Regions from separate parts of the Mus musculus genome. Here region 2 is linked to region 1. The links are chromatin contacts, called in public Hi-C maps. All regions are on one chromosome and are shown on one strand. Each heading gives the region's core, a stretch centred on a gene start, on an enhancer-like site or on the middle of the called end of the contact. The rest is flanking DNA. Distances are from core to core; before and after follow the strand shown. Region 1 holds the start of Mast3 (microtubule associated serine/threonine kinase 3). Region 2 holds the start of Ap1m1 (adaptor-related protein complex AP-1, mu subunit 1).

The links. A called contact is a pair of places that touch in the nucleus more often than the background predicts.
Region 2: a Hi-C map of round spermatid shows a contact between it and region 1, with 5 times the contacts expected there. The contact joins the promoter of Ap1m1 here to the promoter of Mast3 in region 1. A contact is called at or near these places in 2 of 39 promoter capture datasets (liver and pre-B cells) and 1 of 484 Hi-C or Micro-C datasets (round spermatid).

Annotation. Positions count from the first base shown.
Region 1 is chr8:70,790,692-70,794,704 of GRCm38.p6, forward strand. Mast3 (microtubule associated serine/threonine kinase 3) reads right to left here and starts at 1,742. Exons shown (of 26, transcript NM_199308.2): 1 at 1,535-1,742. The coding sequence starts at 1,623.
Region 2 is chr8:72,238,159-72,242,171 of GRCm38.p6, forward strand. It overlaps Ap1m1 (adaptor-related protein complex AP-1, mu subunit 1), which reads left to right and starts at 1,860. Exons shown (of 12, transcript NM_007456.5): 1 at 1,860-2,085. The coding sequence starts at 2,044. It overlaps Gm51536 (a long non-coding RNA gene), which reads left to right and starts at 3,787. Exons shown (of 2, transcript XR_003947404.1): 1 at 3,787-4,013.

The sequences.
Region 1 (4,013 bases), core at 492-2,991:
TGGAGACAGGAGATGCCCAGAGGCTGTGGTTGTAGGAAGCCAGCTCCACTCCCCCTCCCTGTCCCTGAACCTGCTGTCCCTACCTTCCCAAGATCCTGCCAAAGAGCTAATGCTTCAGTCTGTGGTATCACACCCCTTCAATCCAGTCTCTGAATTGGGGGCTACAGTGTGGGCTACATACAAACCCATGTCCCTTTCGGCCCACCTGCCCTGATCCCCCAGCCCAGGTCTCTGGCCCGTTCTGCCCACCAGACCCTGAGCTTCGCCTCCACCTTGGCAGAGTTGAAGTCACAGGGATCCTGCCCTCCTTCCCAGCCCCCTACAGTCACCCAGCAACGGCGGCTCTGACTGAAGGCAAGGAGAGCAGCCCACACAGCCCTCCACCAACGCAGCTCTGTAAAAGTGTCAGGGAGGGAGCGACAGGAGGGGCCCTAAGGAGGCAGGGAGGGTTTTGGGTAACAGAAGGGCAGTTTGCAGGCCAAGATAGGAGGTGCCGCAGGCAGCAAAGGGCATAGGTTTTAGGGAGCTGAGCCCAGCCTGTCTGTTGCTGCAGGAGGCTCTGTTTTCCCCATCAGGACAACCAGAAGGTGCACAAAATCAACACACCCTGTGAAGCTGGCCTTGGGGGACCTATGCTCTAAGAGCCTGCCTACAGGAGGCCACGCCCCCAGAGTCAGCTAAGCCACAGGTGTGGACACAGTACAAACCAGCATTGAGCTGGGGGACCCACCAACTGTACCTGCTCTTCACACAGGGAAATCGGGGCTACCAGCTACCAAGAGGGTAAAGAATTGCCCCCTAGGCTGAAGTGTGGGTGCAGAAGCGGAACCCAAAGGGCCCTGCAAGACTTCCTGTCGCCCCCCCTCTGCACACGACACACACTGGCAGCCACATCCTCTCCCTGCCCTGCTGTCCCATGGTCCTGCACCGGTAGCCAATGAGACTGGTTGGTTCCTTTCCCTTATGCTTAGACAAGACCTTGAAAACAACCATATTGGACGCCTCAGAGAACCTGGATCATCTCACTTGAGCACACATTAAATGCCAACTGCTTACACTGTTCCTTGCTCTAAAAGGCCTGTAAGCCATGGTAGGCACCACACTATCTCAAGGCCCAGTCGAAGCTTTGGATCGAGCACTCAGGGTCCTTGCATCTCAGACTTTTCCCAACTATGCTAACCTAAATACAGAGAAACACAAGCACAGAGAGGTTGAAGAACTACCTGGAGTCACACCGCACGGTAAAAGCTATCTTACAATTAGAACCTGGGTCGACAGTTGAGGCACCATCTCTCTTGGCCTCTGTGCCTTGCAAAGGAGGACCTGGGCCGAGGAGAAGCATGCCTTCTTGGCTGTAGACCTGCCACCCACTCGTCAGTCTGGGCCATGAGTATTTGCATCTGCGCCAACATTTCCGCTGAGTGTCCAGAACAGACTGCTTCATTCTTCCCAAATTCATCGCTTTGCAAGGCCCGAGTCCCAAGTTCAAATACCGGCGTCCACAGCTAGACCCTGCGCCCCAAGCCGTCCCTACCTTTTGGAACGCTGTAGCAGCGCACCCTTGGCCAGGCGGCTGCGGTGCCCCGGGGCCGCGACCGCGGTCCAGTAGCTGGGGTCGGACATGCTGCCGCCCTCCGTCTGCCCGGGCCTCGGCCAGATCGGCCGGATTCGGCCTGAGCCCCGTAGAGCGGCCCAGTGGCCGCGGGCAACAAGGAGCGCGCGCGGTAGCAAGGAGGAAGCCCGGCTGGGAGCCCCGCCCAGTCACGGGGCGGAGCCTGAGGGGGCGTGGCGTCGTGATGGAGGAGGAAGGGGGGCGAGGCGTTGCTACAGTGCTAGGCGGGGCGTTGCTAGGGTCCCCAACTAAGGAGCTTTTGTTGCTACAGCTCTGCCGGAAGCGCTGGGATGGAGCGCAGTTAGAACCCGCCTGTCGGTGCCCAGCATTGCCAGGGCCTTGAGGGACAGCGCGGGGCGTTGCTAGGGCCCCGAGCAGATCGGCGCGGCGTAGTGGACGTTGCTAGGGCTCTGGGACTAACGTGAGCGTTGCTAGGCCCCCTAGCAGCACAGGCAGGGGTTTGCTAGGGTTCTGAGCATAGGGGGCGGGGTTACCTGGCCGTTGCTAGGGCTCTAGGTAGCAAGGGCGGGGCGTTGCTATGGACCTCAGCAACACAGGCAGGTTGTTGCTAGAGCTCTAAGCACCAGGAGAGGCACCCTGACAGGAGAGCGAGGCGTTGCTATGGACCTCAGCAGCCCAGGCAGGGCTTTGCTATGGTTCTGAGCATTGGGGGGGCGGGGCTACCTGGCCGTTGCTAGGGCACTGCGCGGTGAGGGCGGGGCGTCGCTAGGGCCACAACAAGCAGGTGGGGCGTTGCTAGGGCCTGGACGGCGGAGTAGAGCTTTGGCGGTGCTAGTAGTGCAGGCTGTGACGGGTCTGCCCTCTGACTTGGAGGTGTTAGCCCTGCCTGGCTCTTCCCCTTTCCTTCCCATCTGTATGATGTCTGCGATGAACGCAGTGTGCATGGCCACGAAAGCCATTACCAAAGGCGATAAGTCATATATACTACAAACCAAAGGAATATGTCCTTTTCCCCCAGGTCCTAGGTAGCCAGTGGTCATTCTGACAGCACCCGACTCCCTGGACTTTTAGACACCGGATCAGAGCCTTGCTCGGATTTGAAGCTCAGATCCTATATTTGGTGCAAGAAGATAGCTGGGGAAACTGAGGCACATGCACCCAGGTTTTCCCCAACTCATCCTTGTCAAGTCACTCTGAGACTCTGCCACGTCTCCTCCAGGCTCTTTGCCACGTCAGGCGTTTCCCATGCTGCTGGCTGCAGCACAAACCCATATCCAGTCATTTATTCACTTGATAAACATTTATTGAACACTTACAGTTTACCTGCCTCTGGGACATCTAGGGGTGACTTCAAGGTAGTCCTTGATCTCAGATAAGGAGACAGATGAAGAATGTCAAAGAGTAACTTCAAAGAAAGAGGGATATAGCTGTGCTGGCAGAATGCTTGCCTGGCATGGAGGGCTCCATCCCAGCCCTCACCACACTTTTGGAGGTGGTAACACACACCTGTTGTCACAGGACTTGAGGGGTACAGGTAGGAACTTAAGGCCAGCCTGGACGATATTTCTTTCTCAAGAAATAGCAAAGAAGGCAAGCAGACAGGCAACATAATAATTTTGACCATGAGAAAGAAGAGAATCAGTGGGCATGGGGAAAGAGTGTCACAGATGGGGAGGAGGGTGCTCGCTGAGCTAACCACACAGCTGCAATAAGGATTGGAGCTCACTGAAAATGCAACAGGGAGCCATGGATGGTGTTAGAGCGCCTCCATGTCTGTCCTGGAAAGCAAAGAAAGACCTTTGAGAAGCTGGGATAGAGGGTTAAGCCTCTAGTGAGGAGCTGGTGGCATGAGGGGACAAAAGCTGAAGACTACATCATGGAAAGACCTGGAGAAAGGGAGTGGCTAGAGCCCAAGTTCTGAGTCACAAGGACAGGCCCTGAAGTGGCCACATGTGACCAAGAGGATCATGATCACCTTGTGTCAGGTCTGAGCACTGAGCTCAAAGCCTCCTGACTGTGGACACAAATGGTGATGGAGCCCTGGGCTTCATACACCTCCAGGAAGAGCCACCCACCACTGTTGTGCCTGGGAACACACCTCCACGACACACCTGATACACAGCTGTTTCCTTATCCCCAGCCACAGACTAATGCCTTAGCAGCCCACCTGGCCTGTTTCCCACTCTGAAGAACTGGGCTATGCAACTATCCAGAGTGCCTGCCTGGCAAGGCTGAGCATACAGGGGTCCCTGCTCACAGGTCCTCTGCCGAGGGGTTCTAGATGAAACCCTCTTGGGGCAGAGGCCATAACATCACCTGTGACTTGCTCTGGGGACTTTGCTTTATCTCTCTGCTACTGCTTAAATGGCAAAGCCTTGGGTATGTCTTAATCTGGCCAACCCATCCTGTTACCTCTTCCCACATTCCAAATAGCTGGACC
Region 2 (4,013 bases), core at 610-3,109, 1.4 Mb after region 1:
GCCCATCACTGTCTTAAATAATGTGTTTAAACCTATGTTGTTATAATAATGATCTGTATACTAAGTTATAAGGCTTACAGGTGGTGCAGAAAGAAGTCTGATCACAACTGGCTACAGTGAACAAGCTGGGTACCCCAAGGACATCTTACCAGTTCCAGCCAGAGATCTGATCTGCGTACACCTGCGTCATGCTGAGACCCTCAAGCCTCACTAGAAGGGTCCCTGCCTAGTTCTGTTTACTAATCTGCCTTATTCTGTTGTTGTTCCCATGTTAAAGATAGAGTAAATGCAGTATTCTCCACATAGAGATATAGACTTCTGAAATTCTAAGATTAGAATTACTTACAAGAAGAAGTGGGGAATGAAGAATGAAAAATTACTGGCCTCTTGTAAGAACATGAATTTTTTACCTCGGAGCCCACCCCCTCCCATCTAGAGATTGTTCTCGGAACACTCCTAAACTTTTCACCCCAAAACTCCTCACCCTAAAGTTCGAAAAAACTGTTCCAAGAACATTTTTGAGATAAAGGCCTCCTGACGTAGATTCCTTGATAGGACATGACTCCTTAGTTACCTAGATTCCTTTGGCAGAACTCCCTAGTGATGTAAACTTGTACTTTTCCTGCCCAGTTCTCCCCCTTTGAGTTTTACTATATAAGCCTGTGAAAAATTTTGGCTGACTGTCGAGACTCCTCTACCCTGTGCTAAGGTGTATGAGTTTCGACCCCAGAGCTCTGTGTGCTTTCATGTTGCTGCTTTATTTCGACCCCAGAGCTCTGGTCTGTGTGCTTTCATGTCGCTGCTTTATTAAATCTTACCTTCTACATTTTATGTATGGTCTCAGTGTCTTCTTGGGTACGCGGCTGTCCCGGGACTTAAGTGTCTGAGTAAGGGTCTCCCTTCGGGAATCTTTCACTATGTGTCACACAAGTAAAAAACCACACAAAGTAAAAAACAAAAAAAAGCCCTTGGGGCGGGGAGGAGTGTTGATGGGCTCCTTTGATCTCTCGGTGGCAGAAAGGTGGTTAAGAATGGCAGAATTTGCCGGGCGGTGGTGGCGCACGCCTTTAATCCCAGCACTTGGGAAGCAGAGGCAGGTTTATTTCTGAGTTCAAGGCCAGCCTGGTCTACAAAGTGAGTTCCAGGACAGCCAGGACTATACAGAGAAACCCTGTCTCGAAAAAAGAAGAATGGCAGAATTAAAATTTAATCAGCCTTACTTTGGTTTTGTTTTTTTGAGACAGGGTTTCTCTGTATAGTCCTGGCTGTCCTGGAATTCACTTTGTAGACCAAGCTGGCCTCGAACTCAGAAATCCGCCTGTCTCTGCTTCCAGAGTGCTGGGATTAAAGGCGTGCGCTAGCTACCACGCCCGGCTCAGCCTTACTGTGAATTAGGCACAGGCTAAGTTACACACGTGCTACCCTGGGTTCACTGGGGCAAGACGGGTGAAGCCCAGTCAGTTGAGAGGTTGACAGTGACAAGTGATTGCTGATAAGGCTGGATTGCCATTGGGAGACTGACTTCCTTTAAGCGCCACCTAACGGCGAGTCACAGTCAGTGACGGGATATTAGTTTACTTGACTTCTGCAGAAAGCAAGGCTGTCTCGAAAAAACAAAAAAAGAAAAAGAAAAAAAAAGGCTCAACTCCAAATCGGTTCCGCTTTCAGCGTCTTCTCACAGCAACAGGCTTGGAAGCGTCCACCTTCATTCCACAGCTAGTCCTTCAGGTACAAGGAGTAATGACAAAGCTGCCCCGCCCTGGTCCTCCAGGCCCCGCTCTTCAGGAAGGCCACGCCCCCTGACTTCCGGCCCGTTTGAGCTATGGGTGAAAAATACTGCCAAAAAGTTCCTACTGCGCTTGCACTCAGTTACGCGCCTGCGCACTTGCGGCTCCCTTCAGACCGGACATAACGGTCCACGCGCTGCTTCATGGACCGGAAGTGGAGGGGAAGTGTCTCGGGGCGCGCCGGGCCTTGCTGAACGCCCGCAGTTCCTGCCGTTGCCGCCGCCCTCGGCTACTGCCGAGACCTTCCAAAGCCGCCATGTCCGCCAGCGCCGTCTACGTACTGGATCTGAAGGGCAAGGTACTGAAGGGTTCGCCACCCTCCGCGTTGCCAGGCAACCAACGGGCCCTCGCCCTGTCAGGACCCACCCTGTTGCTAGGCAACTGGCCGACCAGCCCAGCTAGGGCGTCAGGCAGGCGGGGCAGCCTCACTTGCCAGCCCTACCAAGTTACTAGGAAATGGGCGGTGGTCTTTCCGCGAGTCCCGCCCCATTGCTAGCCAACTTGGTGGGCTGCGGTTGCTAGGTAACTGTCCGCTTTGCCCCTTTCCCTTTTTGTTCGCCTGGGTACCGGACTCTAGCTTCTCCTGCGAACTCCTGTAGCAGGACCCTGCGCCCCGGGGACCGTGCGACCCTTGGCCAGAGGCGTGGCGGGAACTATGGCCTTAGGTCGGTCCCTCGCTCCACAGGCTTCAGCGTTCCCTAGAGCCACTGAGCTTCCTATGACATTAAGAGAAGCGGATGATAAAAGTGTGGTTTTAAGAAGGGCGTGGTGGCGCACGCCTTTAATCCCAGCACTCGGGAGGCAGTCAGGCGGATTTCTGAGTTCGAGGCCAGCCTGGTCTACAAAGTGAGTTCCAGGACAGACAGGGCTATACAGAGAAACCCTGCCTCGAAAAACAAAAACAAACAAAAGTGTGGTTTTAGAGGGGGAAACAGTGCCTAGAGTCACACTGATTACTGGGAAGTAGCGGCCTGGAAGCATCCTCGCCAGGCAGGTGCTAAGCCCAGGGCCACCGTGGGTTAGCCTAATCTGTCATAGCTCAACTTAGTCACTTGGAAAAAACAGAAATAGATGAATACCTATTGGGGCCATGTCTTCATAATGGACTAGCAGCTGCAACTGAAGAATCAGGGAGAGCTATCCTGACTGGGAATAACAAAGACTGCTGAGACATGAAGGCCCTGCACAGAAACAGGACCCTGGCATCTTGCCCAGCGTTATCTGAGAAAGAAATCTTCATTTGTGTGTTTCTGCGGGTGTGTGGAGGAAGGAGACCCCTGCTACTCTTACATGGGCTCTTGTTATCGAACTCGGGTCACTAGACTGATTGAGCTAGGCTGCCTGAACCGTTAAAACGCATGGATCTGCCTGTCTGTACTTCCCAGCAGAATCTGACTTTTTCCCTCTCTTGGTTTTATGAGACAAGTTTTCTCTGTGTAGCTCTGGCTGTCCTGGAACTCACTCTGTAGACCAGGCTGGCCTTGAATTTAGAGACTGACCTGCCTCTGCCTCCCAGGTGCTGGGATTAAGGTATTTGCCACCACCACCTGGTAAGCACCTGGCTGTTACCTGGGATTTGGGTATAGAGTTCAGGTCGGATATTTGGAAAATACAGACTGAGCTGTCTCCCTAGCATAATGGATGGTTTTGTGGTGCTGAGGATAGAGCCTAGAACAACAAGCTCTCTGTCAGGCAGCCACAGTGTACTCTATGCAAAAGCCTCTTCCAGGAAGGCACATTTAGCCTTAAGAAAGGCACTGTCTGTCGCTCTACCTCAGGCTGTCAGAGTGGAAGGCAAGTGGCCAGCCTCTTATGTTTGGAAGCTACCAGAACAGGTCCAGCCACAGTAAACAAGTCCAACATTTAGCAGTGAAAGAACATTGATGTCCAGTCTACATGGAAGAGCTAGAGCTTAGAAGAGCCCCACCCTCCACGTTTTCCTTAGTCCCTTGAGTGTGTACCTGCCTTGTATGTCACCCAAGATCGACAACTGGTGAGTTCCAGACCTGGGCCTCCTCCACAGCCTTCTGGGAAGCTGGGTAGGGGCAGTGTTCCCTAGGTCTCATGACATATGCTCTGCCTTCCAACCTGGCCTAGAGGTACAGTGGGCTGCCTGTCGTGGCTTGCTTGTTCCTTTAGCAAACATCTCATTGGCACAAGCAAGTACCCATCCTGGGCTGAAGCTGTAGAGCCATATTTACATGTGGATTCAGCCAATCTCCGCAG